2 separate regions of the Sus scrofa genome follow, and region 2 is linked to region 1. The links are chromatin contacts, called in public Hi-C maps. All regions are on one chromosome and are shown on one strand. Each heading gives the region's core, a stretch centred on a gene start, on an enhancer-like site or on the middle of the called end of the contact. The rest is flanking DNA. Distances are from core to core; before and after follow the strand shown.

What was found. Hi-C and Micro-C count contacts between places; a contact is called where the count stands out from the background.
Region 2: a Hi-C map of omental adipose tissue shows a contact between it and region 1, with 1.8 times the contacts expected there. The contact joins two enhancer-like sites. A contact is called at or near these places in 1 of 47 Hi-C or Micro-C datasets (omental adipose tissue) and 1 of 2 datasets of contacts at active chromatin or transcription factors (skeletal muscle).

Annotation. Positions count from the first base shown.
Region 1 is chr10:27,031,904-27,038,676 of Sscrofa11.1, forward strand. FANCC (Fanconi anemia group C protein) reads left to right here. Exons shown (of 14, transcript XM_021064601.1): 10 at 1,276-1,375. Among named protein-coding and RNA genes, the nearest start is that of MIR24-2, 44 kb to the right of the region's middle. Within about 2 kb of position 2,923, at least 5 of the 83 cell types and tissues checked have an H3K27ac peak or open chromatin away from gene starts, as enhancers often do. A contact at or near this core is called in omental adipose tissue, where this site is marked.
Region 2 is chr10:27,225,276-27,232,048 of Sscrofa11.1, forward strand. C10H9orf3 (aminopeptidase O) reads right to left here. Exons shown (of 19, transcript XR_002336299.1): 8 at 2,419-2,499. Among named protein-coding and RNA genes, the nearest start is that of MIR23B, 150 kb to the left of the region's middle. Within about 2 kb of position 3,821, at least 36 of the 83 cell types and tissues checked have an H3K27ac peak or open chromatin away from gene starts, as enhancers often do. A contact at or near this core is called in omental adipose tissue, where this site is marked.

The sequences.
Region 1 (6,773 bases), core at 1,673-4,172:
ATAGGTTAAGGACCTGGCGTTGTTACCACCGCAATTTTGGTCACTGCTGTGGTGCAGGTTCGATCCCTGGCCAGGGAACTTCCACATGCTGCAGACGTAGCCAAAAAAGAAAAAGAAAATTTTTTAAGCCAATGGCTAGAAATGAATATAAATATCTTTTTTTAACCTTTTAAAATTCTGATAATAATGGTAGAGAAACAGAATCAAGTTTGATTTTAAATCATTAAATACTCATGTAGGATTTTTCTCAATTCAAAATAAGGGTAGTAGTATTCTACCTTCACCACACGAGGGCTGACCGATCTTTTTAAAGGATTTTAGAGGGAAAGCAAACCATGAATAATAAATAATGCCATGCTTAGCAGAGCTCTTCTGAAAGGCAGAATAACCTATGCATATTATCTTACAACCCACTGATTTTCATTCTGCAGGACTCTTTGGGAAATGCATTGGACTTGCAATACAGAGAGACAAGGACGCCAGGTTGGGTTATGGCTGGCAGTAGTTGGGGGCTGGACCCCTCACAGGGGGCTTGTCTCTTGGGGAGGGTTTCTAGCCTCTTTCCTGGGCGCTGATGCAGCGAGGTATCTACCCTCTCTGTCCCATCCCCCTCGCACTCAGCAAATAGAGGCCCCGGGGCAGACAGCAGACACTGCAGAAAGGAATTTTTACAATAGCAAATAATCCAGCACTTGAGTTGATCTTGAAACATACCAACTTTAAGCGTAAATGAGCACAGAAATAAGTCCGAATGCTGTTTTTAGTTTAAAGCTAACAGAGTTTCCACTGATTTTGTTATTGTCGTTTAAACAAACATAAAAGTTAGTTGTATGAAAATGCGTAGAAGCCAAACCAGAAGCACAGAGGTTCTTCCACCACTTTGCTAGGTGGATTTGACTGAACCATTTTAACCCCTTGGGCACCTCCTTCTCCACTGGCAAAAGCAAAGGTCTGTGAATGCTGCATTTCCAGGCACACGGTGCACAAATATTTGTAAAGAGCATTCCAGGCCCGTGGGGGAGGGATATAAAGTGCTTTATAATTTAAAAGCCAAGAAAGGGAGCTCTGGACATTTTACTTTTCAAGACGGTCTTTAGAGAAGGGAGTGATAGATTTCCCCTGTTTTCATCCAAGGACTGAAGTCTAATGAGTTGACAAACTATGAAGCTTATGGCACAAAGAGAGTATTTCCATTTTTCCTTTTTACGTGTTTAGGTTCACATGTTTGCCAGATTAATCACTGAACGCGTTGTGATCTGGCTTTGCATTGCTCAGGTACGCGCTCCTGGAAACTGATGGAGCCCCAGAAGTACTAGCCGCTCTTCAAGTGTTTACACGATGCTTTGTAGAAGCTCTGGAGAAAGAAAACAAGCAGGTTTGTGATATTGTTATATTGCAGCTATTATTCATTCCCTCAAAGAAAAAGAGGCTGTTAAGAGTATTTGATTAATCACCAGAAAGGAGCACTTTATTTTCACTGATTTTGATAGACTGCTTTGTTCACAAAGAAGGCTTCCAAATGAATGCCCCCGCAAAGGTAAAACCATTTTAGTTGAAAATTAATCACGATGGCTTCTGTCTGTCTCGTGTCCTGGAACTCAGAAGCATCTCTCTACTGTTGTGCAGAGAACTCTGTTATGCCAGCATGGCCCACCCCAAAGGATGAACTTTCTGGGTCCTGTTTGTCCATCAGGACTCTGCCCGTCCTGGGCCAGAGAAAGGTTTTCTGGAGTCTGTGTGGTGTGTGCTAAGAAGGAGATGCCACTGATTACACAGCAGTAGTAGATATTCTTTTCTTTCTTTTTTTTTTTTGTCTTTTTGCCATTTCTTGGGCCGCTCTCGTGGCATATGGAGGTTCCCAGGCCAGGGGTCCAGTCGGAGCTGTAGCCACCAGCCTACACCAGAGCCACAGCAACACGGGATCTGAGCCGCATCTGCGACCTACACCACAGCTCACGGCAACGCTGGATGGTTAACCCACTGAGCAAAGGCAGGGATCAAACTCGCAACCTCATGGTTCCTAGTCGGATTCGTTAACCACTGCGCCACGAGGGGAACTCCAATAGATGTTCTTAATATGGGTTTCCGTTTACATCAGAGACCTAAATGTGAACTGGTTTCCAGGAGGGATGGGAGAGAGTGAGAGTGATGAGAAAAGATTTGAATAATCCTAGAGGAGGAGCTAGGAATGGCCATGACCAAGAGGTATGTGCTGGACCCAATCAGTGAGCAAGAAGCCGAGCTAAGACCTGCAGGAAAACTTGCATGGGGTGAGTGGGGGGGGGGGGTCTCCCTGCCAGCAGAGGCAGCTGACCAGTTAGAGGGACCTGTGAAAGGGGAACCTTTTCTACTGGAGAGCTTCTTTCGCCTTTGGGCATTTTAACAGGCCTGTGCTTCTGATGGCCACAGACTAAATGTCACTGTGGGGCTTTGTCTGCTCAAGTGCCCCAGTCCGCTGCAGTTTCCTGTGAGGAAAGCCATGGGCCCATGGGATGCTCTCTGTGGTGTGACTTAGGAGAACCGTGCTATGATGACTGGCCCTCCTGAAATCCCATACACCCCTACACCAAGAACCCTCTCGGGTTTTAGCAGATGTTTCTGTTTTTTGAGGCAATGATAAATATTTATGAAGTCTTTTTCCCATCTTCTCTTTCCCTAGGGAAGGGAGCTAAACTCTAGCAAACAGCATTATCAATGGTACCCAGCCTGGAATTCGGGAGGAGAGCTCAGCTGAAAGGCACTGCCTGGCCCTCACATTTATTTTGAGGCATGACTATAAATATCTTTTATCCTCCCTGAACATTCTTTGTATTCCCAGTTAGGAGCTGGCCTCTAGAAAACCTGTCCCTTTGACTCCTGGAACACTTAGGTTAGGGCAGAGGACACCAGTGCAAGGCGTATTGCTTTGTCCTGTTCGCTCGAGTCTGTTGTTCTCATCAGCTTTGCTCCTGGGACACAGTGTTGGCCTTGGCACTTTAGATCTGGGCTGGCTGAACTGGACATATAACCACTTTTAGTGTGGAATAGTACCTGCCCGAGCTACATGGGTCTGGTGCTGTGAGGGGCACAAACTGGGTCCCGGTGGAAGGCAGGATGGAGGGGGCAAAAGAAACAGGAAGTCACTGCCCTGTTGTGAGTCAGGGATACGAGAGCAGTAACCTCTTCACTTTGCAAAGGCCTTGCTGCACGTGTATGATGTTGTTTCTCTTCCTGGGGCCGTTCCTGATTGCCTGCCTTTCCAGCCCCTTTTTAAATTTTGATTTATTTATTTATTTGTTTATTATTTGCTTTTTAGGGCTGCATGCACAGCATATGGAAGTTCCCAGGCTAGGGGCCCAATTGGAGCTGCAGCTGCCAGCTTACACCACAGCTATAGCAATGCGAAATCTGATCTGAATCCCCTACCCACTGAACAAGGCCAGGGATCGAACCCACATCCTCATGGAGCCTAGTCAGATTCGTTTCCACTGCGCCACCACAAGAACTCCTTGAGTGCCCCTTTTTTAAATGATTCCTGATGCATGCCATCTTCTGTCCTATTTGTTCCCTACATGACCCTCGTTTCTCTGTGTGTTTTATTCATTCATCCACATATTCGTTCTTAATAAATGAGTATCATCAGGGTTCCCTGGTGGCTCAGCAGGTTAAGGATCCAGCCTTGTCACTGCTGTGGCGTGGGTTCGATCCCTGGCCCAGGAAATTTTGCAAGCCTCTGTCATGGCCAAAAGAGTCAAGGTAAAATAAAGAAATGAGTTATCTGCCAACCTGACATCCACCAAGACCTAGCCCAGCTGTAGTGACTTTGAGGTGCCATGTGCTCCTTTCTATACTGTCACCCTGACTTCTCCCCAGGTAACTGCTGTCTTGACTTGATGTTTATCATTCCTTTTCTTTTTCTGAATCACACATATATATGATTACTAAACCATGTTCTCTTTACTTGTCATTGCTTTTGCTCTTTCTAAAACCCTGCCACAGATAGGAGTGACACCGTATGCAGTCCTTTGAGCCTTGTCCTTGCCTGCGTGGTCTTAGGATTGCTCCAGGCTGTGCGTGGCCTTGGGGGGAGTGCTGTGTCCTGCTGGGCGGGGCAAGTACCACAGTGCAGCCATCTTCCTGGTGCTGGGCATTTGCATTGTTTCCAGATTTTGTTTTCTTTGATGCACAGCATCACTTTGAACATGCTGGGGAATATCCTTAAGAGTGGAAGTACTGGTTCTGAGGTGGGCAGAAGTTCAGCCTAGGCTCATACTGCCAAGTTGTTTTCACCCGTGGTTGTGCCAATTAACATTCCCCCCAGCAGTTGAGGAGAAATCCCATTAATCCACATTCTTTCCCATTGTCAGAAATGTTTATCTTCAGGGCTCCTCGTTCTCTTTTTATCCTTTCCTCTCACCCTTGTTTTATTTGGAGAGCACTGTGCAGTCCCATGAATGTGCCCAGTCGGACTAGTGGGCAAAAATTTAAGGTTGTCATGACAAGCTGCTTTTTCTGAGCTTGCATAATGGCTCCAATACAAACAGCAAATCAGTTCAGGTTCTGGTCCCAGAAGTGACAAGGTTTAATAATGTACTAGACTAAATCTCCCACAGATAAAATTATAAACTCTGAGAGGGAAATATTTTTTTACCACTATTTGAAGGTACTAGAGAACAACCCAAAAAGCAGATAAAAAGTAGGGGGGATTCAACCTTTGAAAAAGGAAACCGCATTGGGTATTCTTCTGACTTTTCCCTGAGGGCTCTTATGTGAGGGTGGGAGGGGGGTTGAGCGGGGTCAGGGGTTGGTCAGAACTCTAGACACAATCTGATTGACCTGAGGTGTCAAAAGGCAGAGCTGCGTGTGGGCTGTCAGAGGAACAAAAATAGATGGGACAAAAGAAATGAATATCCAAAGATAAACCCACATATACCTACAGTAATCACAAAACTAAGTGAAAAACTAGTAAGCCAATTTAAAATAACTAGTGAAAAAGCAAATATTTCAGACTAGGTGAAGAACCAAGAGCCCCATTCTAATATAAAGACACAGATAGACTATAAAGTAAAAGGAAGGAAAGAGATACATTATGTAACTAATGAGCACAAGAAAGCAGGTTTGGCTGTACTGGCAGCAGATGGACTAGGTCTCAAGATAAGGAGTATGACCAGACAAACATAGGGACATTTTTTTAATGATGAAATAGTTTATCAAAAGAAATACCAATAACGAATGGATATATGCCTGATCACAGAGTTCTGAAATACACAAAGCAAAAATTGACAGAAGTAAAAAGAGAAATAGACAAATCCACAGCTGCACGTAAAATACTCGGGAATAAATTTAACAAAAGATATATAAGACCTCTACATGGAAAACTACAAAACACTGCCAAGAGAAACTAAAGAAAACTTACACATAAAAGGAGAAAAACCAGGAGTTCCCGTCGTGGCACAGCGGAAACAAATCTGACTAGGAACTGTGAAGTTTCAGATTCGATCCCTTGGCCTCTCTCAGTGGGTTGAGGATCTGGCGTTGCTGTGGCTGTGGTGTAGCTTGCAGGTGAGGCTCGGATCGGGTGTTGCTGTGGCTGTGGTGTAGGCCAGCAGCTGTAGCTCTGATTCAACCCCTAGCCTGGGAACCTCCATATGCTGACGGTGCGGCCCTAAAGACAAAAGACAAAAAGAAAAACAGACAGACAGACAAACCATATTCATGAATTGTTAAGATACCTGGTTCATTGTGAGCCTAGTTAAAATTCCAGCAGGGTTTTCAAAACAGAAATTGACAAGCTGATTGTAAAACTGATATGGAAATGCAAAGGACCAACAGTAGCCAAAACAATTTGGCGAGAAAAAAAAAAAGAGGCTTCACACTATTTGATTTCAAAACTTTAAGCTCAAAACCAAGACAGTGAGCTACTGGCAAAAAGATAGACATAGAAGAGTGTCCAGAAATGGATCTGTACATATATAGTCAACTGATTTTTGACAGAGATGCCAAGGCAATTCAATGGGCAAAGACAAGTTTTGAACAACTGGTACTAAAACAACTTGATATCCAGATGGGGAAAAAAATGAACCGCTACCTCACAAACACAAAAGTTAACTTGAGATGGATCATAGACTTCAAAATAAATGCTAAAACTACAAAGCTCATAGAAGATAACGAAGAAAATATCTTTTTTGATGTTAAGATAATCTAAGGTTTATTTATTTATTTCGGTTTTTAGGGCCATACCCATGGCATATGGAGGTTCCCAGGCTAGGGGTCGAATCAGAGAAATAGCTGCTGGCTTACACCACAGCTCACAGCAACGCTGGATCCTTAACCCACTGAGCAAGGCCAGCGTCTTTATGGATGCTAGTCAAGATTCATTAACCACTGAGCCATGATAGGAACTCCTGATAATCTAAGATTTCTTAGAAGGAATGCAGAAAAGCACTGGCAGTATGAGAAAAACGGATAAATTAGATTTTATCAGAATTTAAAACTTCTGGGTTTTAATAGACATCCTTAAGAAAATGAAAAAGCTATCCACCAGCAGGTACAGAAGATTCTCAATACATATATCTGACAGAGGACTTGTGTCCAAAGTATATCCAGATCTCTTACAACTCAAGAACACAAGAAACAACTCACTTGTTTTAAAATGAACAAAAGATTTGAGTACACACATCGAAAAATATGTATAAGTTGGCAATAAACACATGAATTGTTCAGCCTCATGTGCCGTCAGAGAAAATGAACAGCAAAGCCATGATGAGGTAACATTTTACACCCACAAGTACGGC
Region 2 (6,773 bases), core at 2,571-5,070, 190 kb after region 1:
AATGAATCTGACTAATATCCATGAGGATGCAGGTTCAATTCCTGGCCTTGCTCAGTGAGTCGGGGATCCGGCATTGTCATGTGCTGTGGTGCAGGTCAGAGATGTAGCTTGGATCCCCTGTTGCTGTGGCTGTGGTGTAAGCCGGCAGCTGCAGCTCCAGTTGGACACCTCGCCTGGGAACTTCCATAGGCTGTGGGTGCAGCCCTAAAAAGGAAAGAAAGAGAGAGAAAGAAGGAAGGAAGGAAGGAAGGAAGAAGGAAAGAAAGACCTGTATGTGCCAATAACAGAACAATAGCCAGGATTACGTGGGGTGAAAAAAAAATAAGACACACACCGGTGCGTGTATACTTGTACTTGAGGGATGATTTCTTGGAAGTGAATCATGTCTACGTGGGGTTGTTCTACCACAGACACTATGAAGATGTCTTGCTGGCATCCAGCCCTGGAAGTGCTCTTCAGGGCCCATCCAGTGCCCCGGGGGGGTACACTGGCTGCCTCCTGCTATAAAGCTCTTCCTCCATCCCTCCTTCAGACAATTGCTGGTTTACCCGCTGAGGCTGCCGGGATGTTACAAGATGTTACAGAACAACCAGTGATGTCTATCAGTCTTTTTTAAAAAATTGAGATATAATTTACATGGAATAAAATTCACCATTTAAAAAATGTACCATTCAGTGGTTTTGAGCATATTCACAAGGTTGTGCAACCATCACCAGTATCTCATTCCAGAACACTGATATCACCCCCAAAAGAAACCCCATAATTACTGGAAGCCACTTTCCATTTTCTCCTCCCCCTCAGCCCCTGGCCATCATTAATCCACTTCTTGTTTCGGAGTTCCTGTCGTGGCTCAGCAGAAACAAATCCGACTAGGAACCATGAGGTTGCAGGTTCAATCCCTGGCCTCGCTCAGTGGGTTAAGGTTAAGGATCCGGCATTGCCCTGAGCTGTGGTGTAAGTTGCAGATGCAGCTCGAATCTGGCGTTGCCGTGGCTGTGGCTACAATTCCGATTCGACTCCTAGCCTGGGAACCTCCACATGCCATGGGTGTGGCCCTAAAAAGCAAAAAAAAAAAAAAAAAAAAAAATCTACTTCTTGTTTCTACAGACCTGCCTATTCTGGGTATTTCAGATAAATGGAAACGTACAAACATATGGCCTTTTGTGTCTAGCCTCTTTCAGCTACCATGGCGCTTTAAAGATCTGTCCATTTTTGTAGCACATATCAGTACTTCAATTCCTTTTTATGGCTGATTATTAATATTCCATTGTGTAAATATACTCATTTTACTTATTCATTCATCTGTTGATGGACATTAGGGTTGTTTCTGCTCTTTGGTTATTAAGAACAATAGTTTTACAGTTTTAACTCTTACATCAGTGACTTATGTCAAGTCAATTTTGTATGGGGTATAGAGCAGAGAGTCTAACTTCATTTTTCTACCTGTGGATATCTAGTTATTCCATGACCATTTGTTGAAAAAAAATTTTTTTAATAATTTAAATTTCTCTCCTTGAATAGTCCTGGCACCCTTGTCAAAAACCAGCTGACCACAGACAAAAGAATTTGTTTCTAGACTCTCAATTTTATTCCACTGATCTATATGCCTGTCGTGATGCCAAACTATACTATCTTGATTAAAGTAGGTTTCTAGTAAGTATTGAAACTGAGAAGTGCGAGGATTCCACCTTTGTTCTTCTTCAATATTGTTTTGACTAATCTGGGACCCTTGAATTTCCATATGAATTTTAGGATCAGCTTGCCCATTTTTGCAAAAAAGGCAGCTAAAATTTTGACATAGGTCACTGTTGGGAGTATTAACAATCTTAAGACCTGAAATTCATGAATATAAGATGTCTTCCTCTTTCTTTCCTTCCTTCTCCCTTTCTTTTTTTCTCTCTCTCTTTCTCTCTTTCTTTCCTTCCTTCCCTCCCTCCTCCTCTTTTTTTTTTTTTTGGCTGCCCTTGCAGCATATGAAGCTCCCAGGCCAGGGATCGAATCCAAGCTGAAGCTGCAACCTACAGCACAGCTATGGCAACACTGGATCCTTAACCCACTGTACCACAGGGGGGACTCTTAGTTAGTTCTTTAATTTCTTTCAACAGTGTTTTGGAGTTTCCAATATGTGCTTTGTACTTCTTTTGTTAAATTTATTTGTAAATATTTTGTCATTTTGATATTATTATAAATGAATTTGTTTTTTAATTTCCTTTTCAGATTATTTATAGCTATTGTATAGAAACACACCTGTCTTTTGTATGTTGACCTTGTATCCTGCAACCTTACTGAACCTGTTGATCGCTATTAACAGTGTCTAGAGGAGGATTCCTTAGGACTTCCTATGTATAAGATTATGTCATCTGCATAAAGATGGTATCTTCTTTTCCAACCTTGATGTCTTTTATTTCATGCTCTTACCTAATTGCCGTGGCTAGCACCTCCAAACTCGAGCAGACATCCAATCCTTCTTTTCTATCCTTTTTCTCCTCAACCATTGACCTGAAAGGGGGAGGAGCCCCTATAAAACTGGATTTTAATATGCAGTAGGATATTCTCTGTCTTTGCAGCAGGTTCAGGCAATACTTATTCACTTTTTTGTCAGCCATTTTTGATCAAAACTATTGGCCAGAATACAAACTAAATGGAGGTGGCGGAGGCGGGGGGCATGGGAGAAACCTACAAAGAATTTACAGAACAGGGTGACTTTAGGATTACATGAGAAAGTACTCACTGGCTAGGAGTTTTTCTGAGTGGGACACTAACACTCATTAGCCACCAATATAACACGCATCATGCTAGGATTGGCTGAGTTCATAAGATATGCTCAGAGGACGAGCAAAACAGGTGTGAACTATTAGAGATTGGTTTATGTACATGCATTATTATTTTAGGAAAATATTTCATAGGTAAATAGTGTTCTCATGAATCAGTGCCACACAGGGCAGTAATACAGAAAAATGATATATATATCCTTCTAAAATTTATTTTCTGAAGAATTCACAAGAAAATGCTAGCTGTGATAATCTCAGGGTGAGGACTACAGGGGTGGGGATGGAATTTCATATTTTCTAAACTGAGTTTGCCTATTACATACTTGTAGTTACACACACACACACACACACCCTAGCCATGGTTAGCTAAGCAGGGATTATGAACTCCTTTATTTCTTCAAGTTTTTCTCCATTAAAAAAGAACTCTACTAAATGTTACTGCAAAAATGAAACACCATGCGGAGTGAGTATGTAATTCGGGGCCCCATCAAAGAGAATTCTGCTCCTCCCTTGGAAATACCTGAGGGATGAGCAACCAGGGAATGGTCTAGAAAAATGAAGGCGGGGTAATCTAAGTTCAACTCTCCAGGACATGTCTGTCATTGCTGCTGGGTAAAAGAAGTGAGCGCGGAGGTGTCCCTTCGACAGGAAACAGGAACTGAGTGGGCAGCTCAAGGGGGTGGAGCTGGCCTTTGAAACAGGAAAGGGCAGAGTCTGTTTCTGGCTGGCAGAGGGCCCTCAAGTTTTTCAGAAAATGCTGGCACAGGTACAGCATCCTCTAGTCACGAAAGGGTAGGGACAGGCTACACGGCTAGCTGCCTAGCCTGTGTGGTTCAAATTTATGACAAAACAAAACAAAAACCCCAACAGACACGGAGAATGGGGTGGAAGGGCCTCTGAGCCTGAGTGACAGAGGGTGGAGGGCAGACGTTTCAAGGCACAGGTTTAAAGACTTTAGGAAACTCACAGGCCCGTGCTGGTGGTCGGAGCTCAGGTCAGAACCCTTGAAAGCCATGGGGGCAAGAAGTTTTTGCTTCTCAGGGCTGAAGTCAGAATCTGCACTGCAGAGGCCAGGTACTGTACAGAGCGGAGCCAGAGGGGACACCCAGGGTGGCCCTATGTAGAGATTAAACCTGAAGTAGGTCCCGGGAGGGTAGGAGGATCCCATTAGTCTCAGAAGCATTGCCAAGTTCCTTCTTTCCTCAAGCTATTCCTTTGAGCATCTTTGTTTAATGTTCTTTTTTTTTGGGGGGGGGGGTTGTTTTTGCTTTTAATCCTATCCTTTTCACTTGTAACCAGGCATTCTTGCACTTGGAAAAAAAAAAAAAAAGTCCTCTCAACTTCTTAGCAAAATTAACATTTTCAACATTCCAACCAATTTTGAGTTTGTGAAGAGGAAAGGTAGGTGATTTCAGGCTCAGGCTGGTAAAGAGTCAGGGGCAGGATGCCTTGTGGTTGCCAGCAAAAGGGTAGCAGCAGTGAAAGAAGAGACTAGAATAAACTAGGAGGGAGAGTGAAGCTGGCTGTGGGGGCTGTGTCCTCGTGCCCTCTGTCCCTTGTTGGGCAAACATTTCTCAGGTGCCAGAGGGTCCAGCTGACATGCGCTGGGTATTTACTATAGGTTGAACCACAGGAAATTAACAATTGTCTGTCATTTTAGGATCCATCAACATGGCAATTTCCTGTGATTCAACCTACCACGTGTGTTCTAAATGGTGCACGTACTCATCACATGTATTCCTTACACTAACCTATAAAGTGGAAATGATTGTGGTATTATTAAATGCTTGTGTTATTATGTGTTATACAGCGAGGAACTAAAGCTCGGCTGCGGCTGTGTAACTCCCTCATGGTCACAGAGCAAGGAGTGGAGTCAGCACTGGACTCGAATCCGGGCAGTTGAACTTCCACGCTTACTGTTATACAGCCTATACTCCTTTCCTGAGTTGAGATCTGAAGACTGCCAAGCTCTGGAGAGAGTTCTGTCTGCATCCTCAGCTGATGTTTCTCTAAAGTGAGACAGGATCGGCCAGGTCTTGGCCGAGAAGGCATCAGGACTATGGCCTTTTGCTCTGTTCAGAGTCGGCACGAAGCTCACAAAGCCCACACAGTCAACCTGTTCCTCTGGTGGGACATCCTTACCTGCAATCAGGGATGGCTTCCCAGTATATTACTGGAAGCTACATTGACCTTTCGATCAGTTTGAATAACCCCAAATGAGCGGCTCATTCAGAGCCTTAGGCCAACCAAGAAGAGGATGCCAAGTTCTTCTAATCCCAGGCCTGGGTTTCTGAAAAAGCCATCTAATTCCATCTGGCCTCTAGACTCTGTCTCTCTGATCATGTGTTATCCCGAAGCCTGGGTCATCTTCCCAGAACTCCATTTTCATTATGTCAGTCTTAGAACTGAAAATAGCTTCCCACTGCCTGGACTCTCGAATTTGGCTCCATTACTTAGCCTGGTCCACCTTTAGTCTCATGGGTTCTTAATGGCTCTCCTCTTCAGGAAGCCCATTCTCACTTAATGGACACTTCCACAATCAATTTGCTGCGTATGCCTGCCAGGCCTTGCTCATTGAGTTTCCTTCTCTTTACCTCTTTATCAGCCTCACTGCTCTTCTTTCCTACCATCCCAGCTTAGCCTCACATCTTCCCAATGGCTCCTTCTAACTCAGCTTACTAATACTAAATTCTCAGCTCTTTGAATTCTGAGGACACAACCTATAATTTGTCTTGTGACCAATATTTTAACTCTCTGAATGATATAGAAGGAAACTCAGGGACAGAGCTCATGCTGTCTATGGCATTCATTTCTTCAATATTTATCAAGCACCCACTCAGTGCCAAGCATTGTGGCACACAGAGGCAGAGGAAGACATAGGCCCTAAGTTCAAAAGGGCGATGGTTTAGAAGAGAGATGTATTGGGTTGGACCATGTGAAATTGTTTGTTTTTATAGGCTAAAGATGGCTCAGTATTGGCACTTTAATATGGCTCATTCTAAATATAATTATCAAGTAATGCAGTAAGGTCAGAAGTGGAGATACAACCAGAGCATTTAGCAGGTAGAGAGGAGGGTCATTGGCTTATCATGTCATGCCTGAGACTTTTGGAAGGTAGTGATAGCTGTACTGCTGAGCAGAACAATCTGGAGTCAAGCAACAAGGGAAGGATATTATAAATAGAGACAACATGAAAAAAAGACAAGGAGATAAGAAAGAACCAGAGCCAGACAGTAGGTGTTATGGGCTGAATCACACCTCTCCAAAATGTTTGTGCTGAAGCCCTAACCCCCAGTGCCTCAGAATGTGACTGCATTTGGAGAGAAGGCCTTTAAAAAGTAAAGTTACATTGGCTGGTTAATGATGGCCATTCTGACCAGCGTCGGGTACCTCAGAAAACGAAATGTAGAACTACCATATGACCCAGCGATCCCACTCTTGGGCATATATCTAGACAAAACTTTCATTCAAAAAAGATACATGCACCCCTATGTTCATTACAGCAGTATTCACAACAGCCAAGACATGGAAACAACCTAAATGTCCATCGACAGATGAGTGGATTAAGGAGATGTGGTACATATACACAATGGAATACTACTCAGCCATAAAAAAGAGCAAAATAATGCCATTTGCAGCAACATGGATGGAACTAGAGACTCTCAGTATGAAGAGAAGTAAGTCGGAAAGAGAAAGACAAATTCCTTATGATATACTTAGATCTGGAATCCAATATACGGCACAAATGAAACCATCTACAGAACAGAAACGGACTCACAGACATGGACAACAGACCTGTGGTTGCCTTGGGGGAGGGGGAGGGAGTGGGATGGACTGGGAGTTCTGGGGTAACAAATGCAAACTGCCACATTTAGAATGGATAGACAATGAGGTCCTGCTGTATAGCACGGGGAACTATATCCGATCACTTGTGATGGAACATGATGAAGGATAATGTGGGAACAAGAATGTACATATGTATGACTAGGTCACTGGGCTGTA